Linked DNA regions of Mus musculus: regions 1, 3 and 4 are each linked to region 2. The links are chromatin contacts, called in public HiCAR-type and promoter capture Hi-C maps. All regions are on one chromosome and are shown on one strand. Each heading gives the region's core, a stretch centred on a gene start, on an enhancer-like site or on the middle of the called end of the contact. The rest is flanking DNA. Distances are from core to core; before and after follow the strand shown.

Region 1 (3,018 bases), core at 271-2,770, 2.4 Mb before region 2:
CTGTATCCTTCAATATCAGGAAGCATGTGACTGACACCCATTGATCTTGCTGCTGCTGCTGCTGGTGGTATCCTTGACAATTTAACTCATGCAATTTTGCATTCACTATTTAATATTTAAGCATAATATAAAAGGCTCCCAGTCCTTAGCACAACTGACTCCATAAAACTCAGTATGTAGATAGTACCACTTGCCAGAGTGAAAAGGAAGACCGAATCTATCAAATGCACTAAGCTTGCCTTTTGACTTCTGTAATTGCTTTAGCCTAACTGTGCTTATTAACTGAAGTATGTCAACCGAGGAATTTTTTTTTTTTTTTTGCTTAAATGCTCACTCTAAAAGAATCTGAGCTTTAATGAGATCCTGAACACCCAGTGTAGTTGCCAGTTGGCTAATAAAGACTTTCTACTGGCTTAACCCCGGTCTGAGTAGTCTTATCTGATGGATACCCCACAATAATACACATTTCTAGGCCTTTTTTGTTTTTGTTTTTGTTTTTTTGGGGGGGTGAGGGGGAAAGCAACATCTCACTCTGTATTTCATGCTGGCCTTGAACTTCAGCGTGATCCTCATACTGCAGCCTCCAGAATGCTTGGATCACAGATGTTCAACCACCATTCCTTAGAGTATTTCGGGCCAAATAACAGTTCTATCAAATTGCTTTCTAACAAATGCTTTTCTGAATCTGCTAATCCTGGAAGAGGCGTTCAAAGCAAAGACACTCTGAAATGGGTGAACTTTTTCTGATACTCCTATTTCGTTTTTAAGGGAAAGTCTCATTACATTGCCCACATTGGTGGTCTTGAACTCATGGACTTAAAACACTTTCCCGCTTCATCTCAAGTAGCTGGGACTATCTCCCCCCCCCCCCATTCTTCTTTTTCTTTGTTTAATTATAAACACATGGACTACCACTGGACTATGAAGATGTTATTTTTTAGTGATGAAAACTTAGTACAGTAATAGCTATACAGTTCTTTGCAGCCATCTAAGCATCTTTACAGCCCATCCAAATTTCCTAACAACCCTATGATAGGGCTAAGTATTAGATTTGTATTAGGAAGGAATTAGAATTCTAGACTGATAGACCTATTAACTATTGTGTCTAAGGTAAATCAATAGTTATGTAGTTAAATGGCTATGTTAGCAGCAGGTCCTTTTGTTTTTAGCAACAGGATTGCTGCTGAGGCTACAGAACAAGTGAAGATTTTGGAAAATCTGTGACCGGAGGATTGGAAAAGAGGGAGAAAAGCAGGAAAAAAACTTAAGGGTAAAACTGAAAGAGAAAGAAACTGGAGCAGAAATTAATGAGTGTCTGGACATAGTGGAGACTAGGCTGGCAGTTTGGGACTATAGTGCTTAAGAAGGAGTTCAGGGGTGGATAGGGCGGCGCCTACCACAAATGGACTAGGTTATGCATAGGTGACAGGTGAGGGTGATTGACATGGGCGGGGCCAATTGGATAGGTGTGGCCGACGTGGGCGGGACGCAGCTCTGTGGAATGGGTCCTCACGGAGCTCTTCCGGTGTTGCCGGTAGAGGGCGCCGGTCGAGGAGCCACCGGCGGAGTCGCAAGGTCTGACCACACAGCAAATTCCAGTCGCTACAGCCGCCGCCATGAAGGCCGTGGTGCAGCGCGTCACTCGGGCTAGCGTCACAGGTCAGTCGGGCGGGCCGGGGAGAGAGCAGCCTCTGACCCCCGCGACCCGCTGTTCCGTGTGAGGGTTCCCCGCAGCCCCGAGTTACCGGGCAGCCTCTGGGCAGCGCCGTGGCCGAGAAGATCCGGCACGTGCCTGGCCGCTCATGGGTTCAGGCTCCGTGCTTTCGTTGCTACATAAACCCTCATCTCCGTCGTCATCACCATTATAATCATCATCATTATCTTTGTGAGTGTGTGTGTGTGTTCCTCACAGACAAGGTGCCAGAACCTGTGAGCATCCCCAGGGCCCGTTGTTGAATGCACTGTTGCACAAACAACACATAGGGGAGATTTCCGGAGCGGAATCGCTCGTTTATCCACCGCTCTGTCTGAGATGTAGCATTTTAACAACCCCCTTTTGCATATCTTTTCTTTTTAAAATAGAACTTGGCTCATGATAAAATGGACAGACGGAGGAATTGCTAATTGTTTGAGCTCTGGCAGCTTTGAGCAAATATCTGCTGGCATCCTCACTGGGTGCAGAACATCCCTTGCTTGCACCTGGATGTCGGTCTCTGAACCTTCAGCCATGGGTCAGAACCACAGAATTCAAGATGACGTGCTTCTCTTTCCCATTAATTAATATAGACCCAGATGCTCAGCCATTAGCCATCAGTTGAATGTGGGAGGCTAGTTGAAATATTCAGGATCCAGCTACTGTAGTTATTTGAAAAGTGTTAAAAAAATAGAAACGACTGGTGCCATTCTTTTAGTCTTTTAAGTTAAAGAAATAAATACATTTATTTATTTGGTGTGTGTGTTTCTGTGTGTAACAGGCCAGAGAACAATTTAGATGTGCCACCACCATGTGGGTCCTTGGGATTCAACTCATGGAATTAGGCTTGGCAGCAAGTCTACCCATCACTCATTTAGCTAGCTTGCTTTCTCTCTTTCTTTCTTTCTTTCTTTCTTTCTTTCTTTCCTTTTCGAGACAGGGTTTCTCTGTTTAGCCTTGTCTGGCCAGGAACTCACTCCGTAGACTAGGCTGGCCTTGAACTCACAGATCCACCTGCCTCTGCCTCCCAAGTGCTGGGATTAAAGGTGTCTACCACCATTGCCCAGCTGTGTTTATAGAGGCAGAAGTACATTTTCAGGTCAGATGCCAAGGCCTGTAGTCACAGCCACTTTGGAGGCTGGGGAAGGAGCTGTGTTGAGCCCAGGAATTGGACAACAGAAAGCAGATTGGACAACAAAAGAGTCTCTAAGATTCCCCCTCCTCACCAAAGCTTCAGATCAAGCAATACAGATATCTTTTTCTTTAAACCATTTTATACTAAATACATGGTTTTGAGTTTAAAGCTAGACCCAAGACTCCTCCCC
Region 2 (2,977 bases), core at 360-2,859:
AAAAAAAAAAAAAAAAGAACATAGCACATCCCAGAGGACACAAACTCTTAAGAAGGGGCTATTTCCAAATAATATTCTTAAACACACACACACAAACACATATACGTGTACACACACATATGTGTATATATACACTATTCTAAAACTAAACATAGGCTAGCTACCTCTCTAAGCATTTAAGTTACCTCTACATTAGCATTTAAATGAAGTCATTAAACCATTGAGGAAGGGGCAACCTTTACTGCCTGACAAGCAGCAGAGAAACACTTTAGAGGTCTCTTAAGGTGAGCCTTTGTGATTGTGATTTGTCAGGCCTAGGGGGGATTCAGGGAAGAGACTTTCAAGCTTGAGCAAATGGGCAGATACCTCCCTCCTCTTTCTAGACTTCTTTCATATGCTGCAGGTGGGATGGGGGATATGACAGGGTACATTTGAAGCCACCAGAAAAGAAGGGATACAAATATCATGTTGGTTGAGAACAGAGGATTAAATGACCCTTGGTTAAAGTGAAATACAAGCAGTATGAATAAGCAAGCAATTTAGCTCTTTGATAACCCGTTATCTGTGTTACAAAAACAAAAAACCAAACCCCCCCCAAAAACGGTAGAGCAAGACCACAGGATGGGTGGAGTTGTTACACTGTGCCTGACTCAGGCAAACAATCACTGCCTCAAGGCCAGGCTGTTACTGCCCACATAGAAACAGGCTTCCTCAAAACAAGCCCCTTTTAGCTTTTTACTTTCCTGCCTGCTGCATGCACGTAATCTAATAAACTGCTTTTTCTGTTTGGAGAATATTTTTTACACTGGAGTCACCCAAATGACACGGCCAGCCAGCACAGAAGGCTCAACTGGTGATTAAATAAGAAAATTCTTTAGTTCCTTGCCTAAGCACATCACAGGTACTCAATAAATGCTAGAACGTGATATTAGCAAATTTTGGCTAGACTCTGCAACTGTTTAAAGTGACCTCGTTGGGCTGAGAGATGGCTCAGCAGTAAAGCGTTCATGCTGTTTTTCCAAAGTAGAGTTTGATTGCTGGCAGCCACAGCAGGCTGAATACTGCTGTTTGTAACTCCAGCTCCAGGGGATTTGAAACCTCTGGCCTCCACAGGTACCAGCACTCGTTCACAAAGCCACATGTACATATACACACATTGCGTAACTAAAAATAAATCTTAAACATATTTTTAAAAAGTTGCTTATGCAAAGCAGATTTTAAAAAAAAATTGCAAAACACTTGAGGATGCTTTTTCATAGTTCGGCCAGGCACAGCAGCATAGAAATGAGAGAAACCAGGAAATGGAAACTAGAGTGTAGATGCTTCTATTCAGCTCAAGACTGATTGTGAGAAAGGAAGTAAGATAGGCCACGCCTTTCCAAAGTCTCGGCCACACAAGGACTTTGCGGCTGCGGGCCTAATGTGGCCGGCGCTCTTGGCTGGATTGCCGGAGAAGGCATCCGCCAGGAGTCGGCTCTCAAAGGCTTTACCAGAGAACGCGGCGAGCCAGGTCTACAGCTCGCCCAGCCGGGCCTCCACTCCGGCAGTCTAAATGAACTTCCACTTAACCGAGCTCCTTTCCCTGCATCCCCCGCGGTGGTGGTATGACGTAACTTCCGGCCGCTGAACGCACGTGGGAGGAAGTGCTGGTGCCCGCGGCTGCCGCTCCTGCTAGTCTCGTTGGTTACACTCTCCCGCTGGCCCGGCTGCTGTTTCGAGCTGCCCGCTGGTCATGGGAGTCCCGGCGTTCTTCCGCTGGCTCAGCCGCAAGTACCCGTCCATCATTGTCAACTGCGTGGAGGAGAAGGTGAGGAGGCGGCCAGTACGCCGGAGTGGGGACCCGGCGTGGCAGGTCTAGGCCGAGGCCCTCGGGGATGGGCGCCCGCCCCAAGCTGCCTCACGGGCCGCTTCGCGGGTTCGCGGTTCCGGAGGCGGTCTGGGCGGAGCGAGGGCGAGTAGGGGGCTTTGGGGGCTTGGGCGGCTCCTCCCCCGCCTGCGAAGCGGGGCACCCCAGGCTCCGCCCACGGCTTTGTTCCCTCCGCGCCGCTCACTGAGCTCCAAAGGGCGCCCAGGCTAGTCAGCCCCCCTAGCGCGGGCAGCAAGGTTGGCAGGGTAGGGACCGCTGGTTGGTCCACTGTCTTGAGCCCGGAGTTCCCGTTGGCTGGATCGCTTGTTTTCCACCCGAGCCTGGCCATTTGTTGCAGTTAAGCGTGCGCGGGCAGCAGCTAGTTACGAAGGACTAGGCTAGGGGAGCGCTCTTTCTCCCTGGCGGGCTTTGCTGTACGAATGCCGGGCAGCTCGCTGTGTTTCACTTCCTGCCTCCGTTAGTTTGCTAGTTTACAGGCAGACTTTTAAGTCGTTCCGATTCGTGAGTGTTGCTTTTGTCGTTCGCGTAATTCTGTCGAGTTCGACTTTGTACTCTAAGTTAGAATTTCTGGATTGGAAAAGTTCCGGGCACATGTGTCCCCTCCCACTTTCGGCTTTAGAACCGCCTCTCTCCAAGAACCTATTTCTCCCGCTGAAGTTATTTACTTTCTCACTTCCTGTCTTAGAAGAAACCAAAAGCTTTGTTTTGGTGACAATCCTAGTATATTTTTGTGTTCTCCAAAGACAAATTGCTAAGCTGAACCATTATTTCTTTATAAACATTGTGTTCTCCTGGGGGGGGGGGGTCTTCCAAAGGGAGAGCCACTTTTTCGTAACAGACACTTTGAACTGTTTTGGTTGTGTCTCTTAATATGGTTAAGTTTGATTTATCGGTTTTAGGTCTATCTAATTTTGGGTAGAAGAGGAATTAGCTATTTATTCACCACCACCCCAGTTTTTCTAATGCTAATCCATAAATCTGACGGTAAAATTTGTAATTTAACGGAGAACTCGTTTAAACGTATATCGGGCCAAGGCGTGGCACATACTTTTACTCCCAGCACTTGGGAGAGAGGTAGGCTTGAGTTTTGGAGGTCAGCCAGATATACAC
Region 3 (3,008 bases), core at 166-2,665, 2.5 Mb before region 2:
TATTTTGAACATGCAATTAAAAAAAAATCCTCTCTACAGAAATTACTAGTGTAGAAATAATCCAGGTCCAAAAATTGAAAGGGAAATATTTGACAAATAAAATCATATTAGTGTTTGTTATTTAAAAAGCGACTTCTTTTTTTCAGCGTTAGATATAACGAACATGTATATTTTATTTTACATTTTACCTTAGGAAGAGATAACTGCATTTCCCAAACATAATTTAAGGTTTTAAACATGCCATCATTAACATTGTTATGTTTATGATGATGAGAAAATGTAAATTTATTTTAAAGATTGTAATGCAAACAGTAATATTTTATAGTACCACCTATTTAAACTTAAGTCCCTATGATTTATAGACGTCAAAAAGTTTGATTTAGCCGGGTGTGATGGCGTGTGCTTTTAAATTGAGGAGGCATAGGAAGATAGAAGAAAGCAGGGCTTCCTGAGTTCCAGGCCAGCCAAACCTACAGCTAGGCTCTGTCTTAAAGAAAAGTTTGCATTAGTAGGAAACTGGGTTATTTAATGGGTACTCTTTGAATAACATGTCTTAGCATAACTGTAAGATTTTAGTTGGCGGGATGAAGGGTTGGTTGAGTGGCTATGTGTATACTGCTGGAGTTCAGTTCCTAGCACCCGTGTTAGAGGATACACAATAGATTCTTCTGGCCGCTGCAGGCACTACACACTCGCTGAATTTGCTGCTATTTATTTATTTATTTATTTTTGCCACTTGTAAGAAAGTGTAAAAATGACTGCGGCGGTCACAGAAAAAGCTGTGTTACCCATCAAAACGGACTCTGATAGTTTCCTTAAGTGTCTGAATAAGACCATCCCCAATTACTCACTTCCTTGCTGGGGAATGGCAGGAGGATGTTCACCAGAAACAGTTTTTATTGAGCACAGAAACCACAGCAGCAACGAGAAGGGAAAGTTTTGTACCGCGAAGAGAGGACCCGCACCCGCACTTGCTGAGCTCAAAAAGATCACCAACTAGCGGCCGAGACTCTCTGTCCCCTCCTAGCCCCTTCCCGCAGGCTGAGGGCCTCTCCGGACAACTCCGGGCTACGCGTCCCTCTTCTCGCTTCCCGGTAGCTAGGCGATGAGAGGGACTTCCCCCTGAGGCAAACAGACGTCATGTTGTGTCAGGGCGGTCCCCTGAGGAGTGCTGGATGCATTTGGATGACGGTTCCGCAGGCGCCGAGGTTCTGTGAAGGAGAAAAATTTCAGGATATATTCAAGAAAGTATGTATCCTGAGGAATTCTACATTCTAAAGTTTGTTGGGTGAGAAACCACAGCCTTGCCCTATTCAAAGATGGAGGCGCAGCTTTTCTGACTGTTTCACTTTCTCGGGTCAGCCAGAGAAGCGCTCTCTGATTGGCTAGAGCATGGCGCCGCGAAATGACGTTTCGGAGCGGTGACCAATCGACTGTGAGCTGAGGTGGACTTGGCGGTGGAAGCCGGAGTTGAGCTCTGGTGTCCGTGGGGCGCGGAAGGTTCAGTCCCGGTGAGTGGCTCCGGACAGGTGAGCGGCTGGCTCTGCAATGGTGAAGGGGCGCATAGGAGGAGGGCCGAAGCCAGACAGGCCGAGGCAAGGTGGGCTTGCTTATGGGAAGAATCAGAGAGAGTTGATGACCCAGAAGCCGGCTCAGAGTGACTCGTCCGCGCCGTGCCTGAGAGCCGACGGCCGGTTTCTGACTCCTTAGCCCTCGGAATTGGGGTGTTGGTGGTGGTGACTCGAACATCCGGAAGGACCGAATCCCCATGAAAACCTTGAGTTTTGCTTTGTGATAAGTGAAACCAGAAACCAGATCTTCAGTACAGGATTAGGTATTTAACTGTGTCTACAGATGGTTACTAAGTCCTGGAAAGTTATGTCCTGGAGAGCTTAGAGGGGCTAAGATATTTTATTGGATGCCTTTCTTTTATCCACTCACTCATTCATTCATTCTCTCTTCATTCACTCAGTCATTCATCCATTCGGCTATTTACCTCTTCAGATACCCTTACTCGTTGAGAGTTTGATAGGAGCATTTTTCTCAGCACATAGAATTTAATAAAAATACATAGAACGTCAGAGGATTCATGAATTCACTGAAAGCCTCTGTGGATTACGTGTTTAGGATTAAGAAGCTGGTTTAGAATAAATCGAGGAAAGGAGGCAGTGGGAAATAGGAGCAGGTGTTAATATGTTGATACTCGGGGACTTATACATTTACGTAAAGAACTTTATAGAGGGGTTACCATTATTTAATGGGGTTTGCTGAAGTAACTGCTGGAAATGGCGATGTTAGAATGTGCTGTGACTTATTTACTACCCCCCACCCCCACCCCCGCTCCCAGGCGCCTAAGTGCTTTCTGTGTAGTTAGGGTTTTATCTTCTTGTATTTGCCAGAACTAACAAGTAGATGTGTTAAGAGTTTCAGTTGGAACAGACATTTGGGACTTTGTTGTATAGAGTCTGTATGGTAGAATAATTAATTTGCTTTTCTGGGTATGTAAAATTGTCCTCACCCAAATTATTTGCAGGATATATCTATATATCTATATCTATCCCTATGTAACCCAGGAGGCTTTGTACTCTCTTGATTCTGCCTCAGCCTCCCAAATATGGAAATTACAAGAATATGCTTCCATTCTCATTTCACAGGTTTAGTCGTCGTCTTCTTCTTCTTCTTCTTCTTCTTCTTCTTCTTCTTCTTCTTCTTCTTCTTCTTCAGTTCAGTTTTCTGGCTTTCCTTTTTTTAACAGTCTACTTGCTTAAACATGTCATTTGCATGTGTGTGCACCTGTCAAGCCACTCATAGGCAACTTTTGTGATCTTAGGTCTTTCCTTCCATCTTTTTGTGGGATCTGAGGCTCTAACTCAGGCTGTCAGACTTGCGTGGCAAGCACTTTACCCCCTGGACCAGTTCATTTTGCTTTCCGGATTGGCTTGCTCAGTTGACCTTCAGTCACTCATGTGTCAATGTATTTTCAATCACACGTAGGATGCATTTGCTTA
Region 4 (3,122 bases), core at 5-2,504, 2.7 Mb before region 2:
TACTTAAAATGAAATCTTAATTCAGCTCTTATTAAAATCTAAGAGCTCCCATATTACTGACGATTTTGTCCACAAAACTGACTCATAACCTACCTGTGCGGTGGAAAATTCAAGTTTAAAGAGCCAATAAAAGTAGAATCCTTTATTGCCCGTATAGCAATCCCTGTTTATTGCATTAGTCCTCAAGATATTTGCAGCCCGAGGGTTATATCAACACACAGGATTTACTAAAAATTACAACTCCCACGAGGACACATTTAGCGTTCCCAAGTTGCAAAAACCATGCTACATACAGATACTCGTTAGAAATCTCCCCACTATTTTAAACGAAAAGGCCATTTTCTTAAAAGGAGATAGGAATAGCAAACGAAACTTTGATCCACTTTCCAATTACCATGTAGTCGATTTAAGTTTTAGGAGCAAAAGAAAAAAGAAAAAAAAAAAAACCACGCTCCTAAGGGCTTCAGAGGATTAGCCTCAGTCGAATGACTGGCAGAGCGTCGGTCAGCTTCCCACCGAGAGCTCAAGAAGTGGGGTCCCACTTGTCTGGGTCTCCTTGGTCAGAGAATGAGCGTGCAGAGACACCCCGTTGGAAAGCCATCTCTAAAGGGGTGGTTGAGGGAAAACCTCGGGATCTTGCTGGGGTCCGAGCCCCAGAGAAGATCCACCCAGCCCAAGGAGGCCGGCGGGAACCTCCAGCCCAGGTAGCGAGCGAGGAAGGGATCTCACCTTGCTGCGGTCCTCCTCCTGCTGCTCCAGCAACTCGGGAACCGCGGCCATGGCGACGCGGGCCTCGAGCAGGGGCCGTGTGGCTGTGCGAGGAAAGAAGAGGCTGGGCCGCCGCCGGGGCGCCTTTCAGGGGCGGCCGCGGCCCCGCCTCCGCCGGCCTCCTTGCCGGACGGCGGCTGGAGGCCGCGGGACTCCGCCACCATCCCAGCAGCCCCGGGCGCAGGCCAGCGAGCGGCACGCCACGTGCTCCCCCAGTGCGGCCTCCCCCGTCCCCGCGGCCGTCCATCTTGGAGCCGGGCAATAGAAGCTACGCGGGGAGCCTACCCTCGCTCCGCGCCACGCGGACACCAGCACCGGAGGGCCGCGACGGGAACGCGGGCTCCGAACCCTCCGCCGGCGAGGCACGCCTCGAGAAAGGACGCGCACCGCGGCCCGGGCAATTTATGGCTCAGCCAGAGTCCAAGATGGCGAGCGGCGGTGACGTGCGCGAGATCTCGTGAGCGCGACAACGCGCGGCTTGACGGCGCCCGCGCTTCTGCTTCGGGGGCGTGGAGGGGATGGCGCCTCACAGGTGCGACGGGAACGCCGTAGTGCATGCTGGGGCCGCCTCGCTTTGGGAAAGCGCGGGACCGATGAAAGTACGGGTCCCGAGAGGGTTGTTTGCGGGCTGGGTGTTACAGCGTGGTGGCATCTCAGGTACAGCTAGAACCCTGCCGCTGACCGACCTTCTATTTAAATACTCTCTTCCCTATCCAAACTCGGGCACGAAGGGCCACGCTTGTCCTGTCGCAGCCATGGGAGACACCTGCAGAGATCATTTTCTGGAATTAACGTTGGATGGGCTGTGCAGACCCACTTGCGACATGTCCCGAGTCTGGACCACGAGGTCACAGTAGCACCCACTTTTTAAAGGGCGGCGTGAGGAATAGATGAGCGATGCCCATACAGAATATTTAGTAAGAGTTTGGTATGTAGATGTAGGTGTTTAACTGTTAATTAAGACTTGTGAATTTGTTGGGGGGGGGCAGATTGTAGTTGTTTTGTTTCTAGAGACAAAGCCAAGCTAACCCAAAATCTCAATTTCATACTGCCTCAGCCACCCAAGTAACTTAAGTTTCCTGGTCTATGCCTCCAGGCCTTGTCACATTCAGATTTAAGGTGTCATATCCGAAACGGCCAACACATTAACATTGAACAAAAGCCACTTACAATTTTCATGAATCTTACTTGGGAATGATTTTCTCTTTTTTTTTGGAAACGTCAAAAGTTTAGTGTATGCACTTTTAATGTTCTTGTGGGTTTTTTTGTTTTTGTTTTTTGGTTTTTTGAGTCAGGGTTTCTCTGTGTAGCCCTGGCTGTCCTGGAACTCACTTTGTAGACCAGGCTGGCCTCTAACTCAGAAATCCACCTGCCTCTGCCTCCCAAGTGCTGGGATCAAAGGCGTGCGCCACCACACCCGGCTCTTGTGTGATTTTCAATTTGATGGTTTTAATATAGAAAATGTCTTAAACCTAACACCACTTTTTTTTTTTTTTCAGATACGAACAGAACACACTTTTAAACTTTCCAGACTAGAGAAAAGTTAGAGGGGCGAAGTCTAAAAATGAAACTGCCTCTGACCTTCTGCAGGCTGCTTAGCAGGTTAAACAGATTTTCTGTAAAAGCAAGCCCTCCTGTGAGTTTCTCCACTTTCTCTTATTTGTGTAGCCAGAAGAAGAAAAACTCTTACGAAGCAGTAGACCAAGCGAAGTACTCTCGTTTAGTACGCTCTGTCTTGTCCAGAGGCCCGGCCCAGACTCCAGAGTCGTTGTTCAAGGAAGATGATGTACTGTATGGACCAGTGAGTAAGCATAAGGCTGCAGAGCCGGAGCCACAGGCCAGAGTCCCACAACACTGCTTTCCTATCTTCAATGAAGAGAGAACCGGGAAACCACACACAGATGCTTCTTCAAGCCCTTTGAAGATCCCTTTGCAAAGGAACTCGATACCCAGTGTGACCCGCATCCTTCAGCAGACCATGCCACCTGAACAGAGCTTCTTTTTGGAGAGGTGGAAAGAGCGGATGGTTCTGGAGCTGGGAGAAGACGGGTTTGCAGAATATACTTCAAGTAATTATCTTGCTTCTGGTTATGTGTGGTCACTGGTTTTTAGGAGATAGAGCATTCCTGTCAGAAGAATGGAGCTTAAAAAAAAATCTTACTGAGGAAGTACTTTCAAATAGCATTTCATGTCTGCTAATTTGCTTAATCTTCGTAGATACTATTAACTGTAGTTCACACTTAAAGAAATGGAAATAACAGAGATCAAATTATTTGACAAACTTGCATAATTTATAAACAACCTATCAATTCTTTTCCATCTCTTGACAAAAGTCTAGGGTTTTTTTGGTTGGT

What was found. Promoter capture Hi-C pulls out the DNA fragments that hold promoters and counts their contacts. HiCAR-type assays count read pairs that join an accessible place to other places.
Region 1: a promoter capture Hi-C map of liver shows a contact between it and region 2, with 6 times the contacts expected there. The contact joins the promoter of Dtd1 here to the promoter of Xrn2 in region 2. A contact is called at or near these places in 3 of 39 promoter capture datasets (the 3T3-L1 cell line, liver and pre-B cells).
Region 3: a contact with region 2 is called in a promoter capture Hi-C map of pre-B cells, with 6 times the contacts expected there. The contact joins the promoter of Sec23b here to the promoter of Xrn2 in region 2. A contact is called at or near these places in 4 of 39 promoter capture datasets (the 3T3-L1 cell line, liver and pre-B cells) and 1 of 115 datasets of contacts at active chromatin or transcription factors (astrocytes).
Region 4: a HiCAR-type map of astrocytes shows a contact between it and region 2, with 2.9 times the contacts expected there. The contact joins the promoter of Snx5 here to the promoter of Xrn2 in region 2. A contact is called at or near these places in 1 of 39 promoter capture datasets (liver) and 1 of 115 datasets of contacts at active chromatin or transcription factors (astrocytes).

The regions. Positions count from the first base shown.
Region 1 is chr2:144,598,433-144,601,450 of GRCm38.p6, forward strand. Dtd1 (D-tyrosyl-tRNA deacylase 1) reads left to right here and starts at 1,521. Exons shown (of 6, transcript NM_025314.3): 1 at 1,521-1,659. The coding sequence starts at 1,617.
Region 2 is chr2:147,011,390-147,014,366 of GRCm38.p6, forward strand. It overlaps Xrn2 (5'-3' exoribonuclease 2), which reads left to right and starts at 1,610. Exons shown (of 30, transcript NM_011917.3): 1 at 1,610-1,807. The coding sequence starts at 1,733.
Region 3 is chr2:144,554,814-144,557,821 of GRCm38.p6, forward strand. It overlaps Sec23b (SEC23 homolog B, COPII coat complex component), which reads left to right and starts at 1,416. Exons shown (of 20, transcript NM_001252544.1): 1 at 1,416-1,511. Gm34292 (a long non-coding RNA gene) reads right to left here and starts at 1,822. Exons shown (of 1, transcript XR_003953925.1): 1 at 1-1,822.
Region 4 is chr2:144,269,648-144,272,769 of GRCm38.p6, forward strand. Snx5 (sorting nexin 5) reads right to left here and starts at 1,255. Exons shown (of 14, transcript NM_001199188.1): 1 at 1,054-1,255; 2 at 730-812. The coding sequence starts at 780. Mgme1 (mitochondrial genome maintenance exonuclease 1) reads left to right here and starts at 1,257. Exons shown (of 5, transcript NM_028984.5): 1 at 1,257-1,425; 2 at 2,268-2,837. The coding sequence starts at 2,333.